Linked DNA regions of Rattus norvegicus: region 1 is linked to region 2. Evidence: chromatin contacts called from public Hi-C data. All regions are on one chromosome and are shown on one strand. Each heading gives the region's core, a stretch centred on a gene start, on an enhancer-like site or on the middle of the called end of the contact. The rest is flanking DNA. Distances are from core to core; before and after follow the strand shown.

Region 1 (3,908 bases), core at 884-3,383, 160 kb before region 2:
AGTTGGGTCACCTCCCTCCTGGGTTATTTCACTGGCCAGCTCCTGTGCCCAGGTACCACATCCATCCAATGGAGGCTTGGTTCTTATCCCATGGCCTCTTGAGGAAGCAATTTCCCTTGGCCAGCAGGCTTTCTCTCCTACTCAGCAAGAGCCTGTGTGACCCTCCTCTCTGTCACTCCTTGCCCCCATCTTTCTTGTACCATTTCTGAAACCCATCTTCTACTTAGCTGTCCTATCTGAGCATCCACCTGCTCTGAAGAACACAGTTAAATTTTACTGTGTCATTATCCTATGAACTTGTCTCATTATTTCAGCTACTTGGCCCCCTGAGGTCCAAGCCTATGTAGAATGATATCCTAACGTATAGTTAGGCACAGAGCCTCCCACAGTGGCAAGCCCTGATCAGAAGCTCCATAGCCTCTGGATGTTGGGAGCCCCTTGGACTTGGTCAGACAAGATCCCTTCCCTCCTCAAAACCTGAGAGGTACATGGTACTCCCATTTTGCAATGAGAAAAGAGCTTATGGGAGCTATATGTCATCTATCTTGAGGGATGAAAGGGTAGGTAGGGTCTCTGATCCTGGAAGGAATCCGAGTATGTGGGAGCCCAAGGAGAGGTATGATCATGAAGTAGCCCCTGGAACATAGTACACAGGCCCTCCTGGGACTTGAGGCTAAGGCTGATTAGTAAAGTCCTTATAGGAAACACTAGGCCCAACAGGAAGCAGTGGGCTTGACAGCAGAGGCAGCCCCTCAAGGGGATGAGGAACAGGATTCAGGTGATCTAACTGACCTAGTTAGAATAAATCAAGGAGTCAGGAAGGATTGGGTGACTCAGCCTCTGCCTGACCGGAGCAGTCAATGGGCTTTGTAGCTATTTCCTGGGGAATTTTTCAGCTAAATCAATGATTTCATCATTCTATCCCTAAGCACCCTCAGCAGCAAGGAGTGACTGTTCATATGACTGTCTGGGTGAGGCCAAGAGAAGCTGGGACAGTGATGGCAAGTGTTAGGCTGGTGGCAGTAGGAATTCTGTTCCTTTCCAATCTCCCTGAGAAAGCCAGAGTGTAGATGAGTGGCGCTTTGATATTTGAGCAGCTTTGCCTCACTTATGAAGCCAGAAGCTCCATGGAGGCAGCTGCTTCCTGCCCCTGGTTGAATTTATTGTACAGACCTGGGGTGGGGCTGATAACAAGTTGGCAATGGGAGTCTCACCAGGCAAGCCAAAGGCCAGTGGTCAGACCTGAGGGTTGGAAAGTAGCTGAGTGGACGGTGGAGTGAGTGCCAAAGTTTAGGTGTGTGTCTCTGGGATCCAAAGGTAAACATTTAATGCATACAAACTTATTGGCACAGCTACATCTTTTATCAAAAAAGTCATAAATTTACAGTCCAGGACTTTTGAGAAAATAGTATTATCAAGAGACAACTTTCCATAGTCAATATGTTCTCCTTACTAAAAGAAAAGTCTTTAGCTAAAAATATTAAAATTCTAGTTCTCATATGTTGGTAGGAATAGCTTTGATTGATTGATTGATTGATTGGCAGGATTTCTAGCCCAGGCTGGCCTCAAACTCACTAGGTCGCCTAGGATGACCTTGAACTTCTGATCCCACCACTACACCCAAGTTTATGCAGTGCTGGACATGGAACCCTGGGTCTTGTAAATTCTCTACCAACTGAAAAACATCCCAACCCCAGGGACAGCTTTCAGTGAATTCCCTCCCCACCAGCCCTATTTACAATCCTGAACGCAACAGGCATTGGGAGCATGTCAGGTTTTCTGACATTCCCTGAAACCTTCTTCCCTTCTCCTTTCCCCAGTTTACCAAATCTGATCAGAAGCTTGGGGGAGAAGAAGAATTAAGAAAAATGGGAGCTAGTAGGACAGCAAGATTTGTACCTTTACAAGTAAATATTACAATTTAGCTGGGTAACTACTTGTGGAAGCTTGTTAGGTCAAAGTGACTCACTTGCGTAGATGAGGTTATTTTTAGAGCTGTAATTTGTACTGTTTAGAAAAGAATAAAGAGATGGTAAAAGGCTAGATAGCTCATTATAGTTTACAGAGCTCATGAACCCAGCATCCATGCAAGAGATGACTAAGCAAGGGGTCGGGTGGTACTTTCTCTCAGAATTTCACAGACATGAGTCATCCACTTCAGTCTGCAGACACAGCATCAGGTACCTGTGACTCAGCTCCCATTTAGACAGAGCAGTAGAATTCAATTCTGATTCGCTTTTGTAGTCAACTAGTGAGGAAATTACAGAGCAAAGCAAAATAGGCCTTTGTCCCAGGCAGCCATCCGACGTTTAAGCAAGGACTGATTGATCTTCATCTCTGGTCTTTCAAAGGATCTATTTATGATCCATGCTGGGTAATGTCTTTTCATTCTGCTGCTTCACTCTGCAGTGCATATCCTCACGCTGGCTCCTCTGACCCAAGTATCCAGTCTGCTTTAGTAGCAAGTTAGTCTCATTCCTTCTCCACTCACATGTCCAGCATGAAGACCCACGCCCTTTAGTCAGGTGTGCGTGCATGCGTGTGCGTGTGTGTGTGTGCGTGTGCGTGTGTATGTGTGTGTGTGTGTGTGTGTGTGAAAATCTGTAGCCTACAATATTAGCATCTTAGTTCTCATAAGCTGGAAGAAAAAACTTACAGAGGCTTCTCCACTCCATGTTTCACCTATGGTCAGAGTTATAAGAATAAAATAATACTTTCTTCAAGTATTTTCCTTTCTTTAAAAACAAAAACAAAACAAACAAAAACAAAACAAACAAACAAACAAACAAAAGCCAAAACAGGTTCTTCTGTGCCCCGGGCTGGATTTAAACTTTCTGTAGAGCCAAACTTGAAATCCTGACCCATTTGTCTGTCCCTCTAAATTCTGGTATGATCAGCTCATGCCACGATCCCCAACTTTAAAGTGTTTTCTCATGCTTAAAAAATATAAACAACCACTCATGCATATGAGATTTCTCTGTAGTGAGCAGCCTGGTCAGTGCAAGTGCACACTCACCCAACGGGGCTTCCGCTGTCTTCTCGGATGCTGAGCTCTGCTGGCCCAACTGTCGTCAAGGTATAGCCTCACACACTTAGCTCCTGTTGTCACTGGCACATAAATCACACAATTACACAGTTTATTTAAAGTTAAGTCCTTAAAGTATAACCTGTCTTTTTATATGTACAGAAAGTGGTCCCTTTCAGTTCACAGACCTATCATTGGATTGTTTATAGCCATTCAATGAATTTTACTGTGTTTATCAAAGAAACATCAACAATGATTGCAAAAGCAAGTGCTTCAGAAAGATACAGAATGAAAAACATAAGTATTTCTCCCCTTTGCCTGCCCATCCCAAGCCACTTCCAGCCATCTTTGATACTTGACAGTTGCCTCTTTTACCATCTGTTGTCTTCACTCCAAACCTGCTGTGTCAGTGAGTAGTACTGCTACCAGGGACAGCAGGACACGCACAGGCTAAAGTCCTGTTGTCATGGAAAGCCCTATGTACATTAAGTCAGCTCAGCAAACATGGAAGTGTATACTGTGAACACAACTGCAGTGGGCCTGAGGCTGCAGAGGTGCACACGTTTGTCCTTGGGAAGGAGAATCAGGCATGCAAGTAACAGATGCACGTGTGGACTGCTGGAACACAGGAGTGCCACACCTCCTCTGGAGATCTTAGAGAAAGGCTCTGCCTGAGCTTGCCCTTAAGTGTAAATGAGTTTTGTAGGTGAAGGGGCAAGGATGTTCCAAAGAGAACAGCACAGCGTGCTCAGTGACTGGTGTAGTATATCCCGATGATGGAAATAACCCATAAAATTGAATTTTCTGGATATTCGAGTGAAGAATGTCATGGGCAGATGAGAGAGAAAAGAAATTTGATTCATTAGGAAGAACCATGTACGTC
Region 2 (4,398 bases), core at 716-3,215:
TCTCCTTCCTCCAGGGCACCATGTCTAAATAAGGCAAACCTCCTCCAGTGCTGGGGAGCTCTGGGGTTTTCATGCAGTCACCCAGGATATTGTGGGATGGGGTCAGGACATGCTCTGCTGAGAAGCAGGACAAAGTTCCCCAGTGACATTGGTGGATGGACAAGGAGACTTTGCTGCCCAGCAGTGGGTGCCCTCAAGTTAGCTGAGCAGGACTCAGAGAGGACCTAGCTCAGAAGGACCAAGGAAGCGTCCAGACAAGGCAGGGGCTTGGGAGAGTCCACTGTGGGATGCTGGTAAGGGATTTGGCCCTGAGATGCCTGCACCTCGCAAGCATCCCTGGTTCTAGGATCGGCATGTGACTGTCTCTAGACCTTGGATCAGGGCACTGTCCTCCTGTAAAACAATTCAGATGCCCAGGAGGATCCTGGCTAGTTCAGAGCACACTATAACCTCGTCCATCATTTTCTCCCTTCCCCCATTCTTCCCCCTCAATGTCATGAGGTGTTTCTGGCCTTAGTGTGGAGCAAAGAGGTAGCTCCTCTCAGAGTGTGGCCCTGGACCACAACCATGTTCCTGCACTTTCCAAGAGGACAGAAACCATGACCAAAGGGGGAAAAAGATGTCTATAAGAAAGTAATTCTTTTAACGTGTGTGTGTGTGTGTGTGTGTGTGTGTGTGTGTGTATGTGTGTGTTGCAGAAAATGGATTAGCACCACTTCTAGTTGGACATGGCCCATGCCTGTAATAATCCCAGTGCTGGTTGACCAGATGGCTCAGCCTAAAATGGCAGTTACCATGAAGCTTGACCACCTGAATCTGACCAAGAGACCCACAGGGTAGGAGGAGAGAACCAGCTCCTACAAGTTGTCCCCTTCTGACCTGCACCCGTAGCTGCACCCCTATAACAAAGTAGAGAACGCACGCCTGTTTGTCCAGCATACACAGAGACAAATAAATACATGTAATTAAAAAAAAATCCCCAGTGCTTGGGAACCCAAGGCAGGAGGATTGCCATGAGCTACATAGTGATTCTTTTTATGTAGCTTCTACAGCTGGAAAAATACTAAAATACTACGATTCTGAATAAACCAAGACAGGTCCATCTATCCTAAGATGTCTCTTGGCAGGTTCTTGTGGGGACTTCCAGCAGTATGGCCAACCCCACCTTCCCGATTCATTTCCTGGTCTGTGTCCTCGAGGAGCAGTGAGATCTGGCAGTTGGGACACCATCTCCCTCCTCATCCCCCATGCCTGTCACCAACCCTGGCACATAGTTGATGCCTTGTAGGTAGCACTATGGAGTTGATCCTCAAACTGGGACACCACAAGAGGGAAGAGGGTGTTATTAATAGTTGTGCCATCTGGAACCATATTGGACAAACAGGTGTCTGTCTGTTCTCTACCTTATGCATAGGTGTCTGTCCATCTGAACGAGGCTCTGTCTGACACTGAGGTGACTTCTGTCATACAGCTGCCTGCTTCTTTGCCAAAAATATTCATCTCGGTGCCAGGAACGGAGCCACAGGCTTCTTGTTCTTTAGAGCACGAGCTCACGCCAGCCTAAGGAAGGAGACACTCTTGTTAAGAGAGTCAACTGCGCTTAGAGGGGTTAATAATGCGCCTGAGGTCACACAGAAATAACAGAAATACAGCTGCATCCAATTCCATCTAAGTCAGAGTGTTCTAAGCCTACTGTGGAGCCCAAGGTGGGTCTGACAGGAGGCTGGCCAGGCTGGATGGACTGGGACTAGTGTCTCCCTTCCCTCCTGGACTCTCATGCCTAGTTGGGTTCTCTCTTCAGGGCAGATGGAAGAGGTGGACCCAGTTGGGTTGCAGCAGGCCTGAACTGGAGCTCTGTCAGGAAGCTGGCTGGGCACTTCCTCAGCTGGTCTCCACCTACCCTCCCGCAGGACCTGGGCCCTGCCAGAGACAAGCCAGACAAACACAGCTCACTGGTGCCCTCTGGTGTCTGACTCTTTTGGCCCCGTTGCTCCTCTAGGGAACATCACACTGTGTTCTCTCTGAGCAGGGCCCATGAGAGGGTCACCCAATGTAGAATCAGATTAGGACACCGAGCATGTCAGTAATGACTCTGGGATGGCAGACACAAGATGGGACTATTCCAGGCTGGGTAAGTCATGTGGTCATTCTATCTAAGCTTAGAACCATCTCGCTGTAACCTCCAGAACCCTCTCAGGAAACAGCCTGGTGAAGACACCAAGATAACATGTAAGTGCTTAGCAGGAAAGAGTAAGGAGTCATTGGCTAATGTGGTCAATGATTGACTATTAGTCTCTCTTAGGAGCAGTCGGCAATCTGGTGTTGCTCTGGGAGCCCATTTCCAGGGGTTCAGACAGGATAAGGTGCACCCAGAGCTGTCAATGAAGCAGGAACGAGGGGTCTGGTCTTTACATGGGCTGGGAGGGTGCTTCTGGGGCTCAGTCATGTGGCGTGAACAGCAAACTCAGCATTCTGGCCTGTGAATGGTCCAGATATCCCTCCTCTGGCAATTTAGGACCTTGCCAGGGCAGGGAGTAGACAAGGGAAAGCTCACTGTCGCTGAGACAAGACCATTTTGGTGTCAGCCTTTGAAGTGGTCCTCCTGTCCACTAGCCGTGTCCTGATGCTAACTGAGGTGACCTTTTCCCTGCTGAGTGTCCAGCAGGTGTGGGCGAGCATCCTTCCATGCCTCTGTTGCACACTCCGCCCTCCATTTCCTCCTCGAAGCCTCCATCCCCATCAACCTCTGGCTTCTGGCAGGATCAGGGATCTCTGATGGGAATTGGTCCAGGATGACCAGCAGCTGTGATACCCCTAAAACCAAGTGAGGTCTGGTACAGGTACAGGGCCTTGAGGTCCACCCTGTGAAGCTGCCAATCACAGGGAAGGTGCTAGTGACCAGAGCCAGGGTAGAGGGACCACCTCAGACAGTGAGCAGAGTATGAAGGTGCCTCAGGAAGAGGAAACAGGAAATGGCAGGACAGAACTCAGAAGGCCCCCATATGGATCTCAGAAGGCAGAGGTGGGAGTTGGGGAATGATAGAAATAGATTACCATGGGCTTCCAGGGGTAGGGGAGGGCAGAGTCTGTGTGGCTTGAACATTGTGTGTATGTAGGTTTGATCCAGAGGCTTGTAAGTGACTTTAGCAAAGACAAGAGGGGGACAGACACCATTTAGAAAGAATTCTTGCAGCCTAGGGGAGATGGCTCAAGCCTGGTGCCTTGTCCAAGAGAGAGGAGAAAGCTTCGGGTTGGTTTTGTGTTCCTCAAACCTGTTTGCCCACGTCTTTGGCATCTGTGCCCCGTGAGGAACCTGCAAGGAGCTAGGCATGTCTGGGCCTGAGAGTGGCAGTCATATATGAGGCCATGCACTTCCTGCAGATGCTCCCCTGCTGGGGTCACCAGGGGCCCCTTTCGAGGACCTTCTTCCTGGTCTTTGCTCACCAGAGCAGCCCAGAACCTCACACCATAGCAGGTGGCTCTGTTTTCTTCCTGCCCACCTGCCCCTTCCTCAGTGCCTTGGCTCGACACGAGTCTTCCTGCCCACACTCACTCTCACACTCATCCTTGAGCTTTGCATAGCCAGCCTCACACAAGTGCCTGTAAGCATTGAGTCTGGAGAGAGAGCTTGGGGTTGAGCTCGGCCTCTGCCATTCACCTGCAATGTGGCCCTGGGCAGTTCGAACCCTTTGTGCCTCAGTTATCTCATCTGTGAATTGGGGATAATGGGACCTAATGACGCTTATCTCATGGACTTGTCATGAGGATCGAAGGAGCTGAGGCAAGTACAAACAGCTCACAGAGGGCTCTGCCAGTGGGAGGGGATCTACTAGTGCAGTTTGCATACATACCACAGGGCACTTAGCCAGGAATGGAAACACGCACGGCTGGCATGTGTTGTTCCTTACTCATTCCAGAACCATCTGCTGGGTGCTGTGCACTATTCTACCTATGTGGCAATAGGAGTCAGTGCAATCCAAGATGCCTGCCCTCTTGAAGATGCCATTCCAGGGAAGGAACCCCCAACAACACCCATCTGCCAGCACACATTCCCACCAGCCCTCTGGATCTGAAGACCCTCAGGCAGGAAGGTGTGGTAACTTCAGGCCACCAGAGGTGCAACTCCTAAACACCTCCCAGTCATCCTGTGGCCCAAGAAGCCCTTGAGTCAGAAAACAAGGTCACTCTGATCCTGGCTAGGACACGCAGAGTGCTGAGGCAAGAGAGTGCAGTCATTAAGTGTAATTGCCCATTTTACAGATGAGTAAATTGAGGACCAGGAAGGTTTAACTGCCTTACCCTTGGCGATACAGCTGGTCAGTAACAGGGTTATTCAGTCAACAAGTATTTATTGAGTTCCTACCTTAATTCTGTGCCACCTGCTGTTCTAGCCATCAG

The links. Hi-C and Micro-C count contacts between places; a contact is called where the count stands out from the background.
Region 1: a contact with region 2 is called in a Hi-C map of the A7r5 cell line, with 4 times the contacts expected there. The contact joins two enhancer-like sites. A contact is called at or near these places in 3 of 12 Hi-C or Micro-C datasets (the A7r5 cell line, Schwann cells and mammary epithelial cells).

The regions. Positions count from the first base shown.
Region 1 is chr6:30,135,551-30,139,458 of GRCr8, reverse strand. All of the region lies in intron 10 of Babam2 (BRISC and BRCA1 A complex member 2), which reads left to right. Among named protein-coding and RNA genes, the nearest start is that of Fosl2, 98 kb to the right of the region's middle. Within about 2 kb of position 2,133, at least 29 of the 93 cell types and tissues checked have an H3K27ac peak or open chromatin away from gene starts, as enhancers often do. A contact at or near this core is called in the A7r5 cell line, where this site is marked.
Region 2 is chr6:29,974,743-29,979,140 of GRCr8, reverse strand. It overlaps the pseudogene Pym1-ps2. Among named protein-coding and RNA genes, the nearest start is that of Plb1, 47 kb to the right of the region's middle. Within about 2 kb of position 1,965, at least 8 of the 93 cell types and tissues checked have an H3K27ac peak or open chromatin away from gene starts, as enhancers often do. A contact at or near this core is called in the A7r5 cell line, where this site is marked.